3 separate regions of the Danio rerio genome follow, and all the other regions are linked to region 1. A link is a contact called in public Hi-C and Micro-C data. All regions are on one chromosome and are shown on one strand. Each heading gives the region's core, a stretch centred on a gene start, on an enhancer-like site or on the middle of the called end of the contact. The rest is flanking DNA. Distances are from core to core; before and after follow the strand shown. Region 1 holds the start of casp8l1 (caspase 8, apoptosis-related cysteine peptidase, like 1). Region 2 holds the start of mcm6 (minichromosome maintenance complex component 6). Region 3 holds the start of ical1 (islet cell autoantigen 1-like).

Region 1 (3,481 bases), core at 855-3,354:
CTTTACCATAAAGCCATTAGCAGCTATGGTTTTGCAGTTTATTTGATTAACTATTAATAAAATGTCTTCAAATTTGAAAGTAAGAATATTATCAATTAGAGCATTTAAGTGACAATGACTTAGTATAACTTATTATGTTTTCATACCTTAAATAAAAGGAGGAAGTATCCATTTATAAACACACACTCAAAACTGTAATCTTTCTAAATGATATTGTTCCTCGAAATTATGAACCTTATTAGTACAAAATAAAATAATACAAAATCACAAACAAATATTTAATTCAAGCCCATACAAATTAGTAGCAAATTCAGAAAACTGGTAATACTTTAATGTGGTTATACTCGTTAAACACTCACCGGCCACTTTATTAGGTACAACTGTTCGTTAATGCAAATCTCTACTCAGCCAATCACAAGGCAGCAACTTTAATGCATTTAAGCATGTAGACATGGTCAGGACGATCTGCTGCAGTTCAAACTGAGCAACAGAATGGGGAAGAAAGGTGATTTAAGTGACTTTGAACATGGCACGGTTGTTGGTGCCAGACGAGCTGGTCTGAGTATTTTAGAAACTGCTGTGATCTACTGGGATTTTCATGCACAACCATCTCTAGGACTTGCAGAGAATGGTCAGAAAAAGAGAAAATATCCAGTGAGCGGCAGTTCTGTGGGCACAAATGTCTTGTTGATGCCAGAGGTCAGAGGAGAATGGCCAGACTGGTTTAAGCTGAAAGGCAACAGTAACTCAAATAACTACTCGCTACAACCGAGGTATGTAGAAGAGCATCTCTGAACGCACAACACAGCCAACCTTGAGGCGGATGGCCTACAGCAGCAGAAGACCACACCGGGTGCCACTCCTATTAGATAATAACAGGAAACTGAGGCTACAATTCACACAGGCTTACCAAAACTGGACAATATAAGATTGGAAAAATGTTGCCTGGTCTGATGAGTCTCAGTTTCTGCTGCGGAATTTGGATGGTAGGGTCAGGATTTGGCATTAACAACATGAAAGCATATATCCATTCAGTATCAATGGTTTAGGCTGGTGGTGGTGGTGTAATGGTGTGGGGGATGTTTTCTTGGCACACTTTGAGCTTGTTAGTACCAATTGAACATCGTGTCAACAGCACAGCCTACGTGAGTATTGTTGCTGACCATTTCCATCACCTTATGACCACAGTGTGCCCATCTTCTGATGGCTACTTCCAGGAGGATAATGCACCATGTCATAAAACAAATGATCTCAGACTGGTTTCTTGAACATGACAATGAGTTTACTGTACTCAAATGGCCTCCACAGTCACCAAAGCTCAATCGAATAGAGCACCTTTGGGAAGCTAGATTCACATCATGGATGTCTGCAGCAACTGTGTAATGCTGTCATTTCAATATGGACCAAAATCTCTATGGAATATTTCCAGTACGTTGTTAAATCTATGCCATGAAGGACTAAAACAGTTCTGAATGCAAAAGTGGATCTAACACGGTACTAGTAAGGTGTACCTAATAAAGTGGCCGGTGAGTGTATACATATATTTTCCTACAAAATGCACTCAATACCTTTATCTCTATCAGTCCCTCTCCGGTCTGCAAGTGATGCACTTTCAAATTTATAATTGTTGATGATCAAACAATATCCAAGAGGTCGATTTGACATGGAATACCACTCTTTCTGCTCTGTCACTGAGAAAATAAGCAGAGTTTAGGAGAAGGGCCAAGCCCTAGATAGTAGTAATCGATTATTTAAAGCCCTTACCTGCACGCTTCCTTTTAGGATAATGGTCAGAAATATTGCAGGTGGATTGAAGAGGCTCCCGCTGTCTTTTAGGTGAATTATTATTTTGGACACCTTTATGTAGGTTTTCCTTATCTTCCTTCATAACATAAATATAAAAAAATACTATAAATATCGAAATATTATGGCCAGGAAATATAATTATATTAAACAGCATGTACCTCAAATAACTTCCACCGAATGGAAAACTCACCTGTGATGTATTTTTCCTCTTCGGTTCATCTGTTTTGATTTTCTCTTGCTCATTTGGGGAAGCTCGATTTATTTGATTACTGTTGTTAGGATTACTAGTTTTATCCATCTGACAGTAATAAAATCATAAAATGTAAACAGACTTTAAAGAGGAAATATATCCTGTGTTTTTATACACTTTAAATACCAAGTGTTGATGCACTCTTAAGCACAATAGCGTGGAGAAATAAGGCTTTTCTACATAAAAATAAAACATGAACATGTAACAGCAGACACTCACCTCGGTCAGTCGAAAAAAAGCTTAACTGGCTCAGTGCAGGAGACTCTCGAAGATAATATGTCGATTTAAGCGATTGCCGATTCGACGGAGTGAAAGTGGACTGAGACACGCAGAGGGTGAGCGAGAGAGAGAGAGAGAAAAAAACAAAATGAACAAAAGCCCGCGAATTTTAGACTCCGCCCCTAGGAAAAAAAGATTAAATGGCTGTAGGTCTACTGGAGAATGTCAAAGTGAAACAAAATCTTTAAAAGACTTTCATTTCATTCAATACATTAAGCATGGGCATCTCATTTCTGTCAACCATCATGTGCAATATTTGTTAATATTATTATTCATGTGTACAACCTGCAACAATAAGCAGCTTATTCATTTTTACTAATTTCTCACTATTTTTTAGTTTTTGTAGGGGGAAAAAAGTGGATTCAACCAGATTGACATACAAATTTTACTAATGGATTTAGTTTTTATAGACTACAAGTCTTAATATGCATATGAGGGAAATCTATCAAATGACACGAGAGAATTTGAATCGAATATTAGACCACCAGCATAATTATACCTCTGTTGGAATACAGGTGGTATAAAACTAATAGTGATCGAATTACCCATGAATATATTTCAAAAATATAGCTTAAGTTAAAAAGGATCACTTCAATCTCGACTATGCACACTGAGAGAAACCGAAAGTAAAACTAAACTGAAAATATATAGTGCAGTATCTTAAATGTCCAATAGGTGGCGGGTTAAAACCACAAGTGTCACCTTGGAATGATAAGGTTCCATCTGCGTTTTGAATGATTTTGAGATATTGAGCTTGAAAGATTTTGCATTCCATATAGCAAACAGTATATGTGTAACATTTATTTTAAATAAAAAGTTATGAAACTTAAAAAACTTATTAAAAAACATCCCATAATGTAAATTAGGTGTCATTTAATAAGAATGTCAAAACCTCAATTTTGACAAAAATGTCCAATAGAACCTTATAATTCTAAGGTGAAAAGGCATCTACAGTATATGCACCTGCACAACAATCATATGAAATAATTAAAAATATATCAAATTAAAATATAAAATCAAAAATATATATTTTGGTGGGCTGAATCTCAGTTGTGGGCCAAATAGAGGAGGAGGGGGGTTTAAATAGCAGATTGAGACCCTGGCCTATGCAAGTGGCAATAAGCAAAAAATTCTTATCCCTCTTAT
Region 2 (3,579 bases), core at 434-2,933, 140 kb after region 1:
TCTTGCACAATAGAACTGAAGTCTATTATAGATTTGATTAACAAGTCATCATCTTGTGTATCTGTTTACTTGTGTCTGGTTGGTAGATCCTGGAAGGCCACGTAGAATTCCTTGGAGGTGGGAACTTCTCCATGATCCCGAGCAAAATTACGAACAGCACGGCACAAGTAGGGGTACAGCCTAAATCGAAGACAATACTTTGTTAATGCAGGTACAAACATTGTATTTTAACTCATGATAGTTGGGAACAGAGCGAAAAAGATAATGATATAATTACAAATAGAACCAAAAGGGCGACTGCACAAAATGAAAATTTCCAAGTGCAAACACACAAAAACTGTGCCACAGGTTTTTCCACATGACACTTACAATTCAAAAAGTAGTCCATGTTATATTTATTGACGATATTTTTTTTTCCAGATATACGTTATATTTATTGATGTACAAATACTGTGATAATAACAACCACAATTTACACTTCATTTTAGTTTACATGTTGCTTTTAAAGGGAAAGTTCCCCCAAAAATGAAATTGTGTCATTATTTACTCACCCTTGACTTGATCCAAACCAGTTTGAGTTTTTGTTCAGTTGAACACAATAGAAGACACATTGAACAATGTTGGAAACAGGTAACCATTGACATCTGCAGTATTTTTTGCCCTACTATGGAAGTCAATAGTTACCGATAACTGAACATTCTTCAAAATTACTTATTTTATTTTATTACTTTATTATAACCGAAGAAAATAAATAGATTTTGAAAACTCAAACTAGTCAAGGGGAGAATAAGATGACAGAATTTTCATTTCGGGGTGAACCATCTCTTCAAATGCTAAATTATAATAATTACTTACTGTAGGATTAGAACATGACAGAGTGTTTGGTTTCCCGTTACTGCATACAACTACACTGTTTTCAATATATTTGGTAAATGTGTAACAAGCACGCTAAAATAAACTGTTACCACATATCCACAGCAATGTAATATACACTTTTAACAGAAAATAATTCAGAAAAATGTATGAACACATTTTCTTTTTTATGTTCTGCGTTCACACCTGTAGAATTCCTCCTGGATGGCGGTTGCCAGTTCTTGGTTAAATCCCTCAAGGTCGGTAAAACTGACCGCGAGTGTGTTCCTCTCAGGCCGGATCAGCTCCTCCGCGTCCCGCAGGTACTTCACCTCACCATCGCTATTCTGAAACCTTCACATAGGAGAATAGACGGTCATTTTGATTACTACTACAAATTAATGCTGATCACACGCAACATAAAATAACATTATACACACACACAAAAAAAACATAACAAAGATGGCATGCGCTCACGTGTACAACAAGCCTAACGATTATTAAAGTGTTCAAGCTAGTATGTTCAATGTTATAATGTTATAATCCATAAAATGTAGATTATGTGCGTTAAGAAGAAACCATGCAATATTGCTACTGTAAAAGCGTATACTTGTTCATAAAATGAAAATAAAATGGCATCCGAGTAACTTTCATCATGAAGAACAATGAGATAAACCGCGTTTACTCACTCTTCCAAAAAGGCCTGGAATAATTTCTGACATTTTTCAGCCAGCTCGTCCTTGATCACCTGGCCAGCGTTCTGATTCACTCCAGTCTCCGTAAGATCCATTTTTTCTGTTCAGTTGCTATTACAGAGTTATTACAGTGCTGCGCTCTCCTTCCCGTCTTGCACATGAAACACACGAGCTTCTTCAGGAGTTTTCGCGCGAAATGCTGTACCATGTGATTATTTTCGCGCCACTGTGAACCAATTAGATTGCTGCTTTTCGCTGCTGCGACCACAATTGGACTGTCGTGACCAATCGTTTTCAAGCATTATGTTTAAGGGCGTGGCCTCATGTTAAGGTTACAGGGTTTCCGTAATTTTTAGTTTTAAACAAAGAAAATGTGTTAATACATTATATGAGAAAAGTATTTATTATTAAGACATGTTGAAAAGGTGATTGCTCAAAACAGCTGGAGCTTATCGTTTTTGACTGTTCAGGTATTGTATTTTAGACTTAAAAATACAATGAATGAATAATTTATAGTATTAGTATTGGTATTATATATACATATTTGTATATAATCATATTATTTTAAAACTTATGCATTTTAATCGTGTAGCTAATGTAAAACATCTTAACGGTGTTTAAAAAAACGTATTTTTTTAGACAATTGCAAAGCATGGTCACGTGACACCTGTTACTCTTCTCTGCGCTTTGAGTTTGAACCAATCACAGTCGTTGATGATTATCGGTTAGGACAAAGTTATAACATTTTCTAAAATTGTTAGGTTGAAATTTTGTATACACTGTATATACATACAGTCATTCTGTCTTTAAAGTGTATTTGATACGCGTCATAATTATAGTTCAGTCGAACTTAGACGATAAATGACTCGCTCAGCTCAGTCGCCTCAGTAACGTTAAACGTTAAAAACTTAAAAAAAAAAAAACTATCCTGTCGGTTGTTTTTTAACGTGATATGGGTTTATTTTTCCTGTTTGCCCCTTAAAAATGTCTTTTGTGAACAGTAGATGGCGCTATTGTTTTACTATTATGTAAACGTCAAGCCTTTTAATTAAGACAGCAGATGGCGTCAAAGAGTTTTGTGTTTATGATTTACTTTTATGAAAACAGATTTATTTTCCTCAGACAACAACTAAAATCTCAGGACGTGTATTAAAACTAAAAAGCACATATTAACAGCTTTTATTTCAAAGAAAAAAACCAATTACATGATATGTGTAGAAAAACAAATCGGTGTGTACAGTCATTCAGTAATTGTGATTATTTATCTCAACGTAGCTGCATTAGCTGATTGTATGTTACAAATTATAGTTCTGTAATCTGGCTGGATGAGTGAAATAGGATATTAAAGAAGAAAGAAAGTAAAAGAAAAGTCTATCTAATCTAATTTGGATTTGCTAGAAGAAACATTGCCACTCTGATTGACTGTTTGCTAATATCTAATTTGGTTATTATTGTTAATTTAAAATTATCTGAATGTCACATCATCAAAGAGAACAAATTTAGAAACAAATCTTATTACTTTTTTTATTAGAAATCAAGTTGACATTTTAGATAAGGGAACACATGTTCAGTATAATAGTTGCTGCTAAAATTATTCAGCCTAAATAACTTTTTGTTAGGTTTTGTGTCAATTAATTGCTGATAATGTATAGTAATGTCAGGTCAGTAGCGAGCCCTTTTGCAGTTATTCGCCTATTTTTTTATTTAACTATGAGGTTTAAATACTGCAATTAGTTGACATTTAAAGCACATTTTTTAGCTGGACTAGCTTGTCAGGTGGTCAATAATAATCACACTTTTTAATGTAAAAATTAAATACATTTTTTAAAATTATTTATACTTCTTATTTTTTAAATACAAATTCATCTCATAATATATCATTAGGGAAAAAAGGAATCTGTTAAGGCTTTAAATTAAAAACTGCCTATTAAGGCTAAATAAAGGGTAATTTATTATGCAAATAAACCTTCCTCTCAGAATTTGGCCACCTGCATTACATTATTAATAATGTAATGGTGTTGCAGTAGGTAGC
Region 3 (3,602 bases), core at 487-2,986, 210 kb after region 1:
AAAGCAAACGAAGACTAATAATAATAATAATAATAATAATAATAATAATAATAATAATAATAATAAGAAGAAGAAGAAGAAGAAGAAGAAGAAGAAGAATAATAGGAATAATAATAACAAGATTAATAATAATAGTAATAGTAATAATAATAATAATAAGAATAATAGGAATAATAATAACAAGATTAATAATAATAATAATAATAATAATAACAACAACAACAATAATAACGAGAATAATAATAATAGTAATAATAATAATAATAATAATAATAATAATAATAATAATAATAATAATAATAAAAATAAAAATACAATACAGTCATAAAGAGACACTCAAAGATAAACCAATTATCTTAATTCTACAAAATCTAAAATAAAATAAATGAAAATAAATGGAAAGCAATAATAAAATAAATCATACAAAATAAAAATAAATCAATTAATAAAATATTCATTCTGTATAATAAAATATTAATAAAATTAAAAAAATAAATGAAACAAAATAAAATACATTAAAATAAAATCAAATTCAATTAAAACAAAAAGAACATGTCTAAATCTAGTGAATAATGTTCCTCAGCCCTGACTCTGAAGTATAATTTTTTATTAAACAATGATGATTAAAACATTTAATTAGGTCACATAAAAAATGAATGAATGTTTTGTTGTTGATTTCCCAGAGATGGGTTTCATCTGAAACGGTATGCGCTGTGTAAAAAGATGCTGGATAAGTTGGCGGTTCATTCCGCTGTGGCGACCCTGGATTAATAAAGGGACTAAGCCGAAAAAAAATGAATGAATGAATGAATGTGTTGTTAAATGTATAATAAAATAATTAACCAATAAGCGAGGTAAGCAGCTACTTAGGGCCCCGGGGAATTAGAGAGCCCAGAACAATGCCAAGACACCAGTATTACACAATCTGATGTAATAGAAGGTGTCTTTTGCTACTGCATAGGTTTTTTTTAAATAGAGAAAGCATTTTACAAGTAACTAAATATTCAATTTTTTATTCTAAATATATAAAATGTATTTTATTCTTGAAATAAAAAATGACCTATAAAAAGTCTGTGAAGCATCAAAAGTGGCCTATATTAAAATCAATTTGAATACTTTCTTGCCTATTGTTATCCATGAATTTTCAAATGTATTTTTTTCAAGAGAAGCTAGAAAAACTGTGAAGCTCTAGATTATTATTAATATTATGTTTTAATTTATTATAATTTAAACGGCCAAATTCTGGCTTAAGAAAATTAAATGTGCTGGCCAGCTTGTTATTTGCCTAATAAGGTACAATGAGCCTCAATTTTTAATTAACAACTTTTTTCTACTAATATATGATGTTTTTCAAATTTCTTTATTCTACATTTTAGGAAATATTTTTGGTACATCAAAAAGTGTGGTTATGATGGTCATCCGACAAGCTAATCCAGCTAAAATAGTGCTTAAAATACTAAAATCCAGTATTTAAATCTTATAATTAAATAGAAAATTAGGTGTATAACTGCAAAAAAGTCCACTTTTTGAGAAAAAACCCTGAAACTACCTGTAAAGCCAGCAAACACACCAGTCTGAGCTTCATAGACCTTAGTAACTCCCATAAAGGTCCTTTCATAAATAACATTTTCATCAAACCATTGAGCAGCTTGTGTTTAGGTGCTTTTGCGCATGCGCTGTCTCACAGCTCACGGGAATGACGTGCGTGAACGTTCCCATCGCTGCTCACGGCAACGTCAGCGGGTAAGGAAATGCGATGTCCTAATAACAATTGCTTAAAATGTATACACTTATATCCGATGACTGCGAATTATAAAATGTAGGCACTCCAGCAGTATCAGACAAAAACTGCAGACCGAAGTCGCCATGTCACGTTGGCGTTTTAAGTTAGCAGGGTTATTATTATAGGGAAACGCAGTGCGAGCTCGATGACTCCTGCTTATCTTGTTTGGGATCCGGTAACTGTCTTTTTACAATATTTATTCGTCTGACCTTGCAAAGAGTCCTTCACTCGCCGTGAATAAGTGGCTCAGCCTGTTAACTTTACACAAAGTAGCAGTTTAAAAGCAAAACGCGTGGAAAAAAACAAGCAAATGTGATATATTGTAACCAGAGCCGTGATGAGTTGGATGAAGAGGATGAGGAAGGTGCGACCAGAACCGCGTCAGCTCCTAAAATACTCCCTTTCACTCAAATACGTATTGTTTTGTGTGAAAAAATATTTGGTGATTTAATTGTGTAAACAGACACTGAAATAGCTCAAAACTGTATTCGTGTGTTGATTAAATATCAGAACAGGTGTTTGTTTTTTAGTGTTCATGACTCGAGTTAAACGTCAAATGCTTTTGTTTTTAGCTGTATGAGATATGAGTTGTTGAATTTGGGAAATTATGACTGCGAGAGTCATTGTGAGAGCTAACAGCTGTTACCTCGAAGGAACAAAAAGACAACAGTCTGCAAAGGGCAGAGTAGTAATTCATTTACTCTGTTCATCCATTCATTTCGCTAAATTAAACATTCGATTTGTAAACATTGGAAATTCCTCAAAATTTGGGGTTATAAATAATTAATTTTAACTGTCCAGTGACTTTTAACTTGTAATATGTTTGTTTATATGTTGATGGTTTTATGTCTTATGTATTTCATCAGTGTCTACTGAATGCCACCGCTGATTTTGTAAAGTAAGTACTTTTAATATGTTTTTCATAAAATAGACTTTAAAAAAAACTACCCTTATATATTCACTAAATGTTTTACATATTTTGTCAGTAAAATGGTAATATTAATACAATTTATTTATATTAAAATATTCAGTATTTTAATATATAGCAAAGATACATTTTTTAATCAGTCATTTCTTGTGTTCACTGGCACATAATCTTTGTGAAAATGGGTTTGCCATTTTTAAAAAAAATGTTATTTCTTTTTTGTTGTAAAATTGTATATTTGATGAATTAAAATTGTCACATTTATTTGAGCTTTTGTAACATAGTTAGACAGACATGGTAATATTAAATTATTTGATATATCGTGATCATTAACATGCACAATATTGATATTGTGTTGATTTCAAAACATAGCAATATGTTTTTTTTTTGTTTTTTTTTAGGGTTTAATTTTATAATATTCACATTGTTTGCCATAGCGTTCATAACAAAACCAACTGCTTGGAGACTTAATTTTTTACATGTTAATCTGACTCACTACATGCTGAAATATTGATTGATTATCACTAGTTGATTTAACTAAACTCGTGATAAAAACTACAACGCATAATAACATGTGAAATTTTGTTGTTGTGATCTGATTACAAGTCATAATCTATTTATTATTTGTAGTTAATAACTAATCAAATTCAGTTGTATTTTTAAGCTATTATGAACATAGTAATGTCTGGATTTTTCTCTCTGTTGCTTTTATTCCGTTAAATAACATGTACTAATGAGACGCTATTGTAAGGTGTTACCTGTCGTACTTTATGATCCTTTTGCAATTTAATTTGGTTGAAACACTTGTTTACTTTGAACATGTATTTACAAAAAAAAGCAATACATAATATTTCTTTGATGCTATACCTGTTAAAATAACTTTCTGCTTGCAGC

Evidence for each region. Hi-C and Micro-C count contacts between places; a contact is called where the count stands out from the background.
Region 2: a Micro-C map of caudal fin shows a contact between it and region 1, with 7 times the contacts expected there. The contact joins the promoter of mcm6 here to the promoter of casp8l1 in region 1. A contact is called at or near these places in 2 of 18 Hi-C or Micro-C datasets (caudal fin and an unstated tissue).
Region 3: a Hi-C map of hematopoietic stem cells shows a contact between it and region 1, with 2.0 times the contacts expected there. The contact joins the promoter of ical1 here to the promoter of casp8l1 in region 1. A contact is called at or near these places in 2 of 18 Hi-C or Micro-C datasets (caudal fin and hematopoietic stem cells).

The regions. Positions count from the first base shown.
Region 1 is chr6:14,063,850-14,067,330 of GRCz12tu, reverse strand. It overlaps casp8l1 (caspase 8, apoptosis-related cysteine peptidase, like 1), which reads right to left and starts at 2,104. Exons shown (of 5, transcript NM_001098619.1): 1 at 1,997-2,104; 2 at 1,765-1,882; 3 at 1,569-1,691. The coding sequence starts at 2,104. All of the region lies in intron 6 of l3hypdh (trans-L-3-hydroxyproline dehydratase), which reads right to left. It also overlaps a transcript of asic4b not described here.
Region 2 is chr6:13,925,723-13,929,301 of GRCz12tu, reverse strand. mcm6 (minichromosome maintenance complex component 6) reads right to left here and starts at 1,683. Exons shown (of 17, transcript NM_001082849.1): 1 at 1,542-1,683; 2 at 1,060-1,206; 3 at 70-180. The coding sequence starts at 1,642. It also overlaps a transcript of ical1 not described here and a transcript of asic4b not described here.
Region 3 is chr6:13,857,475-13,861,076 of GRCz12tu, reverse strand. ical1 (islet cell autoantigen 1-like) reads left to right here and starts at 1,736. Exons shown (of 17, transcript NM_201587.1): 1 at 1,736-1,819; 2 at 2,650-2,681.